Linked DNA regions of Urocitellus parryii: region 2 is linked to region 1. The links are chromatin contacts, called in public Hi-C maps. All regions are on one chromosome and are shown on one strand. Each heading gives the region's core, a stretch centred on a gene start, on an enhancer-like site or on the middle of the called end of the contact. The rest is flanking DNA. Distances are from core to core; before and after follow the strand shown. Region 1 holds the start of Dcp2 (decapping mRNA 2). Region 2 holds the start of Hnrnpa0 (heterogeneous nuclear ribonucleoprotein A0).

Region 1 (2,700 bases), core at 160-2,659:
ACGGGAAAAAAGCACAGGTACTATTGGAAAAAGAAAAGGCACAGGTTTCAAATCTTGATTTTCTGAATTAAGATGAATGTGACCGTGTTTAAATTACCAAGTCTCTGCATGTTTGGAAAACAAATGGAAAATTACTTCACCTATCAAAAAAGGGTTATTTCGAGAATTAAATAAAATGATAAATGTGAAGGGAGCATCCAATACCTAGCACAGCAGAAACTCCACAAACTTTCCTTGGCATTTAAAAAAAAAAATTAGCGTGAATGCGACACCACTGAGTCTGACCTTTAAACACAAGTACAATAATTAAAAGTACATAAGTGTTTACCAGAGCTTTTACTCACTCGTAATCCAAATGACTTCACAATCCACATCTCTGGACGACAACTCGCTTAACTACCATAAAATTTTACTTCAAAGAAGTATTTTAAGTACATTTTACACGTGTTTGGTTATCCGAAACCACAGCTGACAAGAAAGAATGCACAAAATTTCTCCTGGGAAAGTGTACGTACCCCGAGTTAAAACCCTGCGAATGAGAATTTCCTTTCAAGTAAGATAATTAAGGGATGAAAAGAAAAGCAGCTCTCGACTTTTCCCCCTCTCCCTCTCGAAGATTTTTAAGTCCTGGGAAAGAGAGAATAAGAAATTATTTTTAGGAATGTATAGAGAATGCCACGGACATAGACGAATATGCAGAAGAAAGGTTTTTAAGTTTCAAAACTGCTCCTTGCCATGGGTCCAGGTACCAGAGACCCTACGACCCAACAATACACTGGGGGCTTCCTACAGATTCAGAAAATGGGACGGAGGGAGGAGAAACGGTGTGTGAAAGTCAGCAACCAAAAGAGAGAGACAGAAATGGGCCGAAAATATGCTAAAGAAAACTCTGGTTCTGGACGAGCGGCTTCAACTGCGAGAAAGCGAAACCCGTGCGGATACTGAGAAAACCAGACACTGCGTGCTCAGCGCGGGAGGATGGGGGCCGTGAGAAACAGGGAGGCTGCGGCAGAAACGGAGAGGGGGCGGTGGCGGGGAAGAGTCGGCGGTGGAGAGCTGACGGCGGCGGGAGAGGAAAGCGAGGACCTTCAAGCGGGCGCGCGGAGGACGCCCGGGGGTTGGCGACCCTGAGAAGAAACCCGCAGCAGCGCAGTACCTGCAGAGATCGTCCAGGACGCTGCCAGGAATCTCCACCCGTTTGGTCTCCATGATGAGGACCCACAGCAGGAGCAGTGCATCCCGGCTCCGCGCGGCCGGGGACCAAGGGTACAGAAAAGAGGCTCCGGCTAGCCGGAGAGCGGGCTGCGGTGGCGGCAGCGGCTGCAGCTCCGACGAAAGCCAAGGGGGAAGAAGCGGGACCCGTTCACTTCCGTCCCGCTTCCTCAGCCCAGGACCCCGAGGCTGGGCCGAGGCGCGGGGCGGAGCCCCGACAGTCACGCCCCTGCCCTGCTTAAAAGGCCCAATGGGAAGCTAAAGGATTGGGAGTCTGAGAACGCTAAGCCAATGAGACGTCTGTTTATTGGTCCGTCATCTCCAATCCTTTTTCATGATGCTCAGTTCCTGCTCGGAAAACCAACTTCCCGCCGCCTTCGACTGAGCGCCAGGACGGGTAGGCGCATGCGTATCAGGCCTCTTTTGCACCGCCTGGAAGTTTAGAAAGCTAGGGTCTTCCATGCCCACATCGAGACCAACATCCGGGACTTCGGCGTGGTCTCATTGACTTTTCCGTGACTCGTTCACCACGCGAGGCAACCCCGAGAATCCGATAAGCACTAACATGTATTCAAGTATTCACCAAATAGCCTGCGCACTCACTCACCACCGCCCCCCCATTTCTCCAGGCACTGGTTGTGCCTTTTACTATAATTTTATTTTTGTTTTTTGGGGGTACTGGGGATTGAAACTGGGGGCGCTTAACCACCTAACCACCTCTCCACCTCTCCAGGGTCTGGCAAAACTGTTTAGAGCCTCACTAAATTACTGAGGCTGGCCTTAAACTTGGGCAATCCTCCTGCCTCAGCCACCAGAGCCACTGGAATTAGTGGCGTGCACCGTGCCCATAAAGAGTATGCAGTTTTTAATGTGCTTCACCTCTCTTTTATCCTCAGACACCTGGTCCCAAATATGAAGAAAAGGACTTTATCCCACTACTTGACACCCAGTGAGATCTCAGGAAACACTGAACCTGAACATGGGCTTTGCATTCTACCAATTACACACACCACTGTAATTGGCTTGTCCTCATTCATTTCTCATCTTAGTTGAGTCCAAATTCATTCGTGATCTTTGGCGAAACTGGATCCATCTGTTCTTATATCAGATTCACAGCTCCCACCAACCCCCACCACACACACCGGCTCTATCAGGAGTTTAGTCTGTTCTACCATTTAATATCTCATGTTTTCTCCTAATTTCGGTCAAATTCATTATATCTAGGTTTGCATAATTTCTTCACACTCCTGTGAGAGCAGCGTGCCAGTGCCTCCGCTCACATTCCTGTGTAACTGCCTAAATTGTGTGTGTTTTATTGAGATGAACTGCTTACTGTGTTTTCAGCTTCCTTTCACCCTCTCATCAGCTGCTGATGTGTGAAATCTCTTATATCCCATAGCGATATAAAAGTCTGGCACCAGGGCTGGGGTTGTGGCTCAGTGGTAGAGCGCTTGGCTTGCATGTGTGAGGCACTGGGTTTGCTTCTTA
Region 2 (2,700 bases), core at 96-2,595, 170 kb after region 1:
TTATCTTTTGTATTCCTTCCTGCCTGAGTGAGGATTCTTAAGGCAGTAACTGGGTGTGTGATCTTTGTAAAGAGTATTCTTCTGTTTAATTCCCTAGGTCTGATACCACAGCTTAAAAAAGCTAGCATTTTAGTTGAAAGGAAGCAGCGCATAGATGCACTAAATAAAGCATTTAAAGGGTTCATGGAGGTAAAATGAAAATGTCTGCTGGACCGTGCAAAGGGGAACTGTAGGTTTCAAGCTAAGGTTCAAGGATGGCAGGAAGTTTGTGGGGATTTCACGCCTCGTCGGGGTCCTAAGGTCTGAGGTGCTTTTGGCGCCCTGTTGTCTCACCCTGGCTCGGGCTCTCTTTGCACAGGACCACGTGTCAAATATTTTAGATTAACCACGCGTCAGGCCCACTGTAAACGGTTAATAACCGCCTTTCTGGACTAGGCCTCTGCCCTCCATCTTTGTGTGAACAGGAGGGGCGGGGACGCCAGGTGTACCCGGCCGGCCCAGACGCGGCGGGTGGATACAGGCCCCCAACCCCAACAGTCAAGTTTTCAAAAAGCCCGCGCGTGGAGCCCCAGGCCGTATCCGTTGGGAACGGCCCCCAGCGCGCCCCTCATTCCCTCCCCTGTCAAGCCGTAGGCGGGAGGAGGCGCGGGGGTGAGAGGCAGGCTCTGCACACAGGGGGAGCCGGGGGAAGCGCGCACCGGGGAGCGCGCCCGTCCAGCGGTCGCCGAAAACGGAAGTGGGTGCAAGGGGATCGCGGTGATTGGCTGAACTGACATGTCTCTCAAGGGGCTGGCGCGAACGCCACTGCGGAGTTGGGCGAGGGGATAAGGAAAGGGGAGGGGGAGAATCAGTGGGAACAGCCGCGAGGCTGGAAGGAAATGAACCGCGGAGGTGCGCAGAGCGCAGGAAGAGTCCCTCGTCCTGGTACACTGGGACTACAGGGAATGAAAGCCGGGCGGTACGAAAAGCGGTGGAAGCACACCAGGCCCAAGGCTTGAATAGACCGCGGAGGGCGGGGAGTCCGTGATCGAGAGCGGCGCTGCGGCGCGGTAGGCGGGATTAAGGAGAACGAGGCGGGGATTGGCTGGCAGCCCTGGGCTACCGTACGTCGCTGGTGACGCACGCCTCGGGGAGGGTGCGCGCGCCTTCAGCGGCCTCTTTGTGTGGTGCCCAGATTGGGGAGCGGAGGTGGCGGTAGCGGCGGCCTTGGTTGTCTTCCAGTCTCCTCGGCTCGCCCTCTAGCCGGCACCTCTCCCCTTCCCTCCCCCTTCCTCTTCTCCTTCCTTCCCTCCCCTTCCCTTCCTCCCTTCCCCGTCGGTGGCGGCTCCAGCAACGGCTGGGCCCGAGCTGTGAAGAGGCCTCCGCTAACGATAACGGCGGCGACGGCGAAACCCCGGAGCTCGCAGGGCGGGGGGAAGGCCCGAGCGGTGGAGATGGAGAATTCCCAGTTGTGTAAGCTGTTCATCGGCGGCCTCAATGTGCAGACGAGTGAGTCGGGCCTGCGCGGCCACTTTGAGGCCTTTGGGACTCTGACGGACTGCGTGGTGGTGGTGAACCCCCAGACCAAGCGCTCCCGTTGCTTCGGCTTCGTGACCTACTCCAATGTGGAGGAGGCCGACGCCGCCATGGCCGCCTCGCCTCACGCCGTGGACGGCAACACGGTGGAGCTGAAGCGGGCGGTGTCCCGGGAGGATTCGGCGAGGCCCGGCGCCCACGCCAAGGTTAAGAAGCTCTTTGTCGGTGGCCTTAAGGGAGACGTGGCCGAGGGCGACCTGATCGAGCACTTCTCGCAGTTCGGCACAGTGGAGAAGGCCGAGATCATTGCCGACAAGCAGTCGGGCAAGAAGCGCGGCTTCGGCTTCGTGTATTTTCAGAACCACGACGCGGCTGACAAGGCCGCGGTGGTCAAGTTCCACCCCATCCAGGGCCACCGCGTGGAGGTGAAGAAGGCGGTCCCCAAGGAGGATATCCACGCCGGCGGAGGCGGCGGCTCTCGCTCTTCCCGCGGTGGTCGCGGCGGCCGGGGCCGCGGCGGTGGGCGAGACCAGAACGGCCTGTCCAAGGGCGGCGGCGGCGGTTACAACAGCTACGGAGGTTACGGCGGCGGTGGCGGCGGTGGCTACAACGCCTACGGAGGCGGCGGAGGCGGGTCGTCCTACGGGGGAAGCGACTACGGGAACGGCTTCGGCGGCTTCGGCAGCTACAGCCAGCACCAGTCCTCCTACGGGCCGATGAAGAGCGGCGGAGGCGGAGGCAGCAGCTGGGGCGGTCGCAGTAACAGTGGACCTTACAGAGGCGGCTATGGCGGTGGGGGTGGCTATGGAGGCAGCTCCTTCTAAAAAATTGAAAATGTCTGGGAGTGGCTATAGGGGTAGCTCTTTTCAACAACCCAGGTGGGGTCAACTCCTAAGTCCCTTCCCCCTCCCACCGCCTTCTCCTTTTTGCCCTTGGGGGAGCCGCTTCTAAGGCTGCTAACCCTTGGGGGGTGTTCCCCTGTTTGCCTGCCACCTCTCTTGTCTCTCCCTGCGAGAATGGACTCGGCCCCACATACACATTTTTGTGTTACAGTCATTGATGGACTCTATTTTTTTATTATTACTTGGACCTTGGTCGTTTTTATACTAGCAAAATGTCTTGTTTTAATTTGTGTTTTTTTTTTGGGGGGGAGGGAGTGAACTTGCTGATTCTGTAGCAAAACCT

Evidence for each region. Hi-C and Micro-C count contacts between places; a contact is called where the count stands out from the background.
Region 2: a contact with region 1 is called in a Hi-C map of muscle, with 3 times the contacts expected there. The contact joins the promoter of Hnrnpa0 here to the promoter of Dcp2 in region 1. A contact is called at or near these places in 2 of 2 Hi-C or Micro-C datasets (liver and muscle).

The regions. Positions count from the first base shown.
Region 1 is chr1:124,202,233-124,204,932 of mUroPar1.hap1, forward strand. Dcp2 (decapping mRNA 2) reads right to left here and starts at 1,410. Exons shown (of 12, transcript XR_003300017.2): 1 at 1,157-1,410.
Region 2 is chr1:124,375,653-124,378,352 of mUroPar1.hap1, forward strand. Hnrnpa0 (heterogeneous nuclear ribonucleoprotein A0) reads left to right here and starts at 1,346. Exons shown (of 1, transcript XM_026410691.2): 1 at 1,346-2,700. The coding sequence starts at 1,434. The coding sequence ends at 2,339.